Regions from separate parts of the Zea mays genome. Here all the other regions are linked to region 3. A link is a contact called in public Hi-C data. All regions are on one chromosome and are shown on one strand. Each heading gives the region's core, a stretch centred on a gene start, on an enhancer-like site or on the middle of the called end of the contact. The rest is flanking DNA. Distances are from core to core; before and after follow the strand shown.

Evidence for each region. A called contact is a pair of places that touch in the nucleus more often than the background predicts.
Region 1: a contact with region 3 is called in a Hi-C map of ear, with 2.2 times the contacts expected there. The contact joins the promoter of LOC100282056 here to the enhancer-like site in region 3. A contact is called at or near these places in 2 of 25 Hi-C or Micro-C datasets (ear and tassel).
Region 2: a Hi-C map of ear shows a contact between it and region 3, with 5 times the contacts expected there. The contact joins two enhancer-like sites. A contact is called at or near these places in 3 of 25 Hi-C or Micro-C datasets (ear, leaf and tassel).

Annotation. Positions count from the first base shown.
Region 1 is chr3:60,369,521-60,372,220 of Zm-B73-REFERENCE-NAM-5.0, reverse strand. It overlaps LOC100282056, which reads right to left and starts at 1,372. Exons shown (of 7, transcript NM_001371820.1): 1 at 1,063-1,372; 2 at 212-311. The coding sequence starts at 1,313. It overlaps LOC100282347 (craniofacial development protein 1), which reads right to left. Exons shown (of 6, transcript NM_001155259.1): 6 at 1,777-2,440. The coding sequence ends at 2,072.
Region 2 is chr3:59,711,314-59,714,013 of Zm-B73-REFERENCE-NAM-5.0, reverse strand. No RefSeq gene overlaps it. Among protein-coding and RNA genes, the nearest start is that of LOC103650129, 45 kb to the left of the region's middle. Within about 2 kb of position 1,258, at least 12 of the 20 cell types and tissues checked have an H3K27ac peak or open chromatin away from gene starts, as enhancers often do. A contact at or near this core is called in ear and tassel, where this site is marked.
Region 3 is chr3:60,030,228-60,032,927 of Zm-B73-REFERENCE-NAM-5.0, reverse strand. No RefSeq gene overlaps it. Among protein-coding and RNA genes, the nearest start is that of LOC118476666, 14 kb to the left of the region's middle. Within about 2 kb of position 1,372, at least 20 of the 20 cell types and tissues checked have an H3K27ac peak or open chromatin away from gene starts, as enhancers often do. A contact at or near this core is called in ear and tassel, where this site is marked.

The DNA.
Region 1 (2,700 bases), core at 123-2,622, 340 kb before region 3:
TATTGCATGTAGTACGAGAAGGAAAAATCCCTATAGCTGCTTTGATGAGTAGGGGCACAAATGCATCTCCCTAAAAATGTCAAAACAGTGATTTTGTCTAAACTTTCACCGCAAATGCACCCAAGAGGCAAGAGTACCCTATACCCCTCTAGTTTGCTCTAGCTTCACCACTGAGAAATAAGGGTAGTATTTACTACATCTTGACAATTACCTTGACAGACGAGATGAATGGCATCCACTGAGGAATACTCTCCCGTTCTGAGTAACACTGATAGGCCACCGAGCATGGAACATCAACTTCAAGCTCGGTACTGTTCCTTGAAGGCAACAATCAGTCACATAATCATAATTAGGGAAAAATTGATGAATGAACAGAATATATGAAACGTTAAGCAGGTAAGTTCAGCAAGCCATTCACTGGTGATGCCGTTTGCTGATGTTTTCAAATACAAGGAGACTCTGGTACGAGTTTACTGTTTTTGGAGGATTTTTATCAAGACTCATGCACAATCCAGTACTCAGCAGTCACCTATAACTATAAAAGCAAGGTACAATATGGTCGGATTTATAAGCCTTGGCCATTGCAAGTACATACAGATCAACATTTATAGCACTAATTAGCATACTTGGAGGGTTTTCTGGGTGTCACATATATGGAATCTGGTATAAGAATCATCCACAACCTGGGCCCTACAAAATCCAGTCTTATCCAATGCAAACCAGCATTTCTTGTGTCCGCCATGAGAAATACTCATCGGGATATTACACAAGCTCTTCATCACTCAATGGACCACCGTTCGGAGACGTCAATACTACATTTCACCCGAATTCCCAGTTTGTGCCCATTATAAAATTCATTGGGCAAATAACTCGACTCCCCTTCAAGCAAACATTGGCTTCTGATCAACAAGCAAAGTAGTTCAATCATCTAGGGAAAAGGGGAAATTTCTCCAAGCGAATCAGTACGCGGTAACAATGGGTGGCACAGGTCAAAACTAGGCTATACCAAATCAACCGAGAAACTCGAGCACCTAGGAAGAAGAAGAAGAAGAGGAAACGTACGTGCACTCCTGCCAGTCCATGGCCACAGGGGAGAACAAGGCAGGCCTTGCGCTTGCTCTTGCCCTTGCCCTGCTGCTGACGCTGCTCGCCTTCCCCTCCCATCTTCGCCTCATCCACCACCGGCTGCTGCTGACGCACAGCACCTTGCTCTGCGATAGCCTCAGGGCCAGCGACGGAGAGGACGGGACGACCGCCTCGAGGCTCACCTTCCCGGCGCCTGGGTGGTAGTACAACGCGGCTCCTGCGGCCATGGCTGCTCTCCGTCGTCTCTCTTCTGTGACCGCGTGCTCCGCGCGCGGTTGTAATGTACTCCTGCTCTCCTAGTCTCCCCTACAGTTATATGGTTGGGCAGCCGCTGTCTCCCGGCGACCACAAGAATAATATTCAATGGGCCTATTGGCTATTCATTAGCTGCATAGAGCACTTGGCTGGCGCCTCGGCCCGAGTTTTCAGGTTCCACTAAACTGACTGATCAGTGATCTGATCACTGATGCGAGCAGCTTTGGCGTACTAGCGAAAGCACGGACACTCGTTCTTATCGTCAGGCCGGCTCATGGACACTATCGACGTCTGCCGCATCTTGTCATCCACTCACTGATTCACATGACGGATGATCAACAGATAAAATTATTCAACACATCGAAAGCACGGTCGTTCATTTTTCTTATGCCAAAATATATAGAAAGGAAATCTTACTGTTTGACCAAATCATCTATGGTATTCTAACCAACATCATTAGTTTTTCGAGCTTTCAGAGCTTAGTGCTGCTGGTTCGTCAAAGTTTCCCGGTTTCAGAAATATCCAATCATGACTGCATTTTATGCAGCTCAGAAATGTTTGCCAAAACCACCAGATGCAATTTACGCACATGCACGGTGCATCTTTGTAAATTATAATCAGCACATTATAATTCTAAAAAAGAAGATTTAACGGGGCTGGAAGGCATTGACAATTTAGTGTCTACCATTATCTCGAAAGAATGTCTACAACGGAGTTACAGGGAAACATTTCAGTCCTCCCGCGTATCTGTCCTCCGCTTGGCCATCATTGACAGCCGGGCATCCCGCTCGCGCTCAAACTCGCGGTAATCGGTTCGCTGCAGAAATGATTGCTTGTCAAGGTACTGGTTCGAGCTCTTCTTGTAGGCGTCCAGCTCTTCCCCCAAGCCCCGGTTCTCTTCCTTGTACTCTCCCCAGTCTTTCTTCGTCTTGTCCAGGACGCTCAGCTTCTGCTTCTTCCGTATTTGCTCTAGGATGTTATCGACAGCTGATGGGGCGGCACCACCTGCCCTGGCCTTCTCGATTGCCTCCTTTGAATTAGCATCAACCAGTTTCTTGATTTCGATGTCCTTCCCAGCAAAGTCCCTTACCTCAGTGATCTGTTGGATCGTGTGAAGAGTACCAGTTGTTCAGCATTCTGATATTAAAGCTTACAAACATATTGCAAAAGCAGTCGAGCTTTGCCATCTATATCCAGAACTATAATTCCAGGGAGTGACCACGTTTTTGTGCTACTATTTTTTTTATGTTTAAAAATTTTATGAAACCAGTCGCAGTAAAAATTATTTAAATAAAATGAACATGAAAATGCACTAGACATGCAAAAAGAGTCCAGCTACATATAAACCATTTTCTGTTA
Region 2 (2,700 bases), core at 9-2,508, 320 kb after region 3:
TCGGTCGATCGTGTTGCGATGGCTTTTCGAACGAGGGATTCCTGTATCGCCCCCCTTCTCAAGAAACCGTAGTGGGTTTTCTAAAGCTAGTGGAACTTTGTAAGGCCTCATAGTACTACCTTGTCTAGCCTCCTCGGTAGAGGTGTATGGGATTCGTACAACCCCATGCAGATGAGTATCACGACTTGTGGGTAAAGATGTGCAACCTCTGTAGAGTGTAAAACCGGTATATCAGTCGTGCTGACGGTCTAGAGCGGCTCACACCCTCACATGAGTAATTTATGGAATAAAACTTAATATGTCATATGCATTGTATTGTGTGATTTGTTATCAATTGTGATCAATTAGTTAATACGGTTGGTATCTAGTTACATATAGTAATTGCTAATAAAATTTTAACCAACTTATTAAAAGTAATGCTCAGCCTTAACCATTTTTTTATTGATAAGCCTTACACTTCATATGAGCTCTCACTGTAAGTGAGCTCATGCACATTATTCCCCAGAACTTGTTGAGCAATGAACGTATGTGAGCTCACTCTTGCTAAACTCACACCAGATCAAGGACATGTACTGCCAAGATGACGAGCATGAAGGATATCGTGATGAGTTCGTGAGAGGTCTAGGCCATCGTCTCCTAATCAACTATGGTTGCGGAGGATCGTTGTCGTCATATGATGTAATTATTTAGCTATGTTGTACATAACCCCTATTATATATTAAAGATGTGACATTAATTTTTGTACCATGAGTCATCATATGTGTGAGACTTGATCCTAGCATACATTTGAGACGCTCCTGGATTTGCCCTTAAATCCGGGTATGACAGACTGCGGGTATGAAAATAAGGCAACCTAGGGTGTTTGATATAAAGATTAGAACCTAATTGTTCTATTCTTTAGACATACCCGGACTACGGGTTGATTGACAATTTGCTCGAGGTGTCTTAAGCAAAATTGTCACGACCGGGTATTGGGATGCGCCCAAAGCCATCTATATATCACGATCTACAGCTAAGATTAAATAGTCAAACCGGTATATAGTACATCTAATCTTAACCATTTGTCTCAGATACGATGGCTCTCCTTCATTTGGCCAATCGGTACGCATGGCCTAGCCACAGTCGTTCGCTTGAGATCCAGAGGTCACGCCTTCATCTTCTTTCTCTCCACTAATAGCCAACGATATTGCCTAGACCCGCGACAGCACAGGGCCGGAGGGAGGCCCATCCGGCTCCCCGAGGCCCAAACCATACACATGAATGGTGCTATACGCAGTTAGTGACAGTACGAAGTAGGTAAGGGTCTCCACCAGTGAGGGTACGACCATGAAGACATCCGCCCTCAACACACGGTGGCTCGGCGCCCCCAATGTCCGGCGAAGACTCTGCTTGATTTCCCCTCGCTCGGCTACTCTACGTACAGTCTTCGAATGATCGGCTAACCCTTCAATAGTCGCATTCCGAGGGTGGGGCGATGACGGCTACTCGTTCCCATTGGGGCAGATCACGCTAGCTCTCTCTATCTCTATCCTAATCCCTCTGTCACGCCGAGGTGTGTCCAGGAGAGGGTTGGGGAGCCATATACACACATAGACTTATAAACTCATGTTGTAATAAGTGTGGGACCTCTATATCAGTGTGTGAGCCGAGCATATATCTAGCCGGCTACTGTGGCCGTAAGGGATAAGAAAAATATATGAAAGAAATCGTGAAGGCCTGGAAGGGTTCTTCCCCTCGCACAAGTAAACCCACTCTCCTCTCACGCCGTAGTGTGCGCTGTGGCAACGGGTGGTGACATCTGGTATCAGAGACGGTGATCTTCGGCACCACGCTGCTCTTCTCCGACTCGACAATCGACGACTTCGATCCGCAGCGGATTCTCTCAGGCGAGTGGTCTTTGGTTCACTCACCTCGATTCACTCTGGTTGCTAGATTTTCTTTTTTTCTGGGCGTTGGCGGCGGGGTTCCGTGTGGCGGTTTTGGTGGCGGTAGAAGGTGGTGCTGGTGGCGGTGATTGGATTTCGGCGAAGTGTGGCGGCGGTAGACGGAGCGCTCATGACCTGTTCGACGAAAGGTCTGAGTGTGTTCTTCTCTTTGATTGCTTCATCAACCAACAGACACGGCGCCTCCAAAGCCTTCCGTGCAATCCCGGTTTGTATTGGATGTTATGGCAGCGGGATTTGAGAAAGAGGAAAACAATTGGCAGCGGGTGTTGGATAATATTGACATGATGTTTGCGAACCAGCAACACATGATGGTCTAGTTAGATCTCAATTCTGGTGTGATTGGTCAGCTTACTAAGGACCAACAAGTCATGGCTAAGCAATTGGATGAAACAAGTCGAGTGGTGGCTAATCTAAATCTTCATCAGATGGGGGGACAGTTGGACGATGATGGATCTAATAACTCATTTGGTTCCGACGGGATGGGTGGGCACTCTCCTCATATTCACCACAACCATGGTCGTCGGGAGCCAATGCGTCCTCCTCAGCATGACGGGCACTGGTCTAGACACATGCTTCCCAAGTGGTCTTTTCCAAAGTTCGATGGTTCTTCTCCAAAAATTTGGGTGGCCAAATGCATTGATTACTTCCTCATTTATGAGGTTCCTGAGGTCTTGTGGGTCCGGGCAGCAGCATTACATATGGAAGGCAATGCTGAGAAATGGTGGCATGTGTATAAGCTGCAGTTTCCAGGAGC
Region 3 (2,700 bases), core at 123-2,622:
CTACATCAGTTTCAGTTAAACTGAAACTGGGTTTCAGTGTGTGTGCTCGACTTGGGAGCACCATAACTTGTGATCCATGCACTTTTGGCCTTGCAATATTATGCAAACTGAAAGAGCTATGCTTGGTGAACAATTTTGGTGCAATGAGATGGGCCTATCCTTATCCAGAACTGGGAGAAAAGAGGGGATGAACCTGTGCTATAGTCGACCTGTGTGGGTTCAGAGTTGAGTTGAAAATATCTGAAAAACATCTCCCTCCACTACCATCTCTAGTTGCTTCTGGTGTACAGGAGATAAGTGAAACTTGACCTTGGGGAGGGGGTAACTTGGGATAAACTACACTACCCCAGGGATAAGATTGAGGAGGTGAAATCTATCCTATGAACCTGTGGTGTGCCTGCTAACCTGTTGCTATCCATGTGTCGTTGGCCACCGTTGCTACCTTCCTGTGCCCTTGCCCTTATGTGGTGACCATGTAGTAGAGGAGTGGGGTGTGCTAGCCTTTGTTTCCGTCTGTGTTAAGCCCCAACAAAACCACATGAACCAATTTGTTGTGGCTCCATGCCATTGTAGTTTGGGTGCAAACTGAACCTTGTTATGTTCGTGCTCCCGTCGCTCCCATGGCTTGTTCACCGTGACTCACCATTCCTCTACATATGGGTTAAATCCCCCCAACCACCCTAGTCATCTTGTTTCTTTGTCCAAGTCTGTGCGCGATGTCCTCCCTATGTTTGGTGACCACGCCGGTCGGTTTGCCCCTTCACTAAGGCCAGCTCTCTCTAAGGGGTAACTTGTCTGCCTTGCTTGTGTTTCGTGATCCCTGTGTAGTCGTGATGCTCCCTGCATCTTCCTTTTGAACTCTACTGCTTGTAGTTCACCAGATCGATGATCTTGCCGTCGGGCAACGTTGCCGTGTCTTAGCTCTTCGTCGACCGACTGCCTCAGTGGATTCCCGAGCAAACTCACGTCAGCACCCTAGTTGGGGTGAGTCACTGATGCTCCCCATACTCCCCAATTGAACTCTACTACACCTAGGACTTGGGGATACCCTCGCCGGTTCACCATGACCGCTGTCGTCGTGGTAAGAAGGGATCTGGGTCACTAGGGTCTGATTAACCGATGGATTATGGTGTTTTAGATTCGGGGATCGCGTGGGTATGTTCGCTCTCGTTAGAGAAGGCCATCACCTGCGAGTTTGCGCGGTGATTCGTCGGTGTTCGCTAGAGTTGGGGTCGAGGACCTGAGTTTGCGAAAGAGACAGAGGAGGGGTCTCGGTGTGAAGTGTGAACGTCATCAACACGTTTGAATAGTGCCTGGGACTCTTTATAAGTTAATTAATTTCGCAAGGGTCTTAGTGTAAGATGGCATCACCGGCGCAAGCTGCTTGCGCAACGCGCGTGTTTCATGTGCGCGGGCGGGGTTGTCTTGGCCGGTTGTGGCCTAGTCCTGTTCATGCTTTCTCTTTTTCTTTTTGCTGACAGTTTGTAAAATCTACCAAAAATTGTAGAAAAATACAAAAATTGTGAAACCAAATTTGTTGAGTTCATAATTTACAAAGTTGATGGTAAACATATTTTTAGGATTTTTTATGCAAAGAATGAATTTTAAGTGGTTAAAAGTGCCTCTTTGAAGGCTATTTGAGTTTTAGAAATAAAATCTGCACTCCAAAAATTATGAAAATCTGTGGGTAAGCTAAATATGGTCATTTTAATCTCTGGGTAAAGGTTTATGTTATTTGGAATCTATTTGGTCAGAAAACATATTGTTACCCCAAAGTTAGTAATCTTTAATATTAATCAAGTCTAGTTTTCTATTTCTTCTTGAATTTGCATGGGCACTCATGAGCATATCATCACATGAACATTCAGTATCATTTTGACTTGTAGAACACCCAGAAGAGATTATATAAGAAGAAGAAACAACTCCAGAAGCTGAGGCTCCTCTGGTTGATAATAATTCTAACTATGATATATGTGTAGAGGAACCAGAATATCCTTCTCCTAAAGGAAAGCCACGGTGCATTTTACCTTTCCTTGTATTTACAAAGCTTTTCCTCACCTTGAAGATAAGTCGAGGGAGATCACATATTTTTGAAAATTTGATAGTTAGAGCTAAGTGCGCCAAGGTCACAGGTTATAGACCATCTAGGTGGAGTCACCGGACCGTTCGTAGCATACAAGCTGGACTGTGTAGGCAAAGCCGCTGGTGCATCTGGTGTTAATAGAAGCATTGCAGTAATGGCTTTAGCAAATTTGGCTAATAATGTAGCTGATGCGCTTGATTGGATGATTCATGTGATTACTTATTTATGAGATCCTATGTTAGAACAGATAGGAGTATTCGATGAACATCTTTTAAGTATATTCTCATTGATGATGAACTTTCTCTTTGAACTCCTAGTGATGTTATGCTTAAGTGCTTGGACCCTGATGATGCTATGTTATCCATGGCCGAAGTACATGAAGGCATTTGTGGTGCTCATCGATCGACTCAAAAAATGAAGTGGCTTTTGAGAAGAGTTGGGTTGTATTGGCCTAATATGTTTGCTAATTATTTTAAGTACTATAAAGGATGTTAAGTGTGTAAAAAAATTGGTGGCTTACATATGGTTCCTGTCATCGAATTGCATCCTATCAACAAGCCTTGGACCTTTAGATGTTGGGGTTTAGACTTTGTGGGTGAAGTTCATTCATCATCATC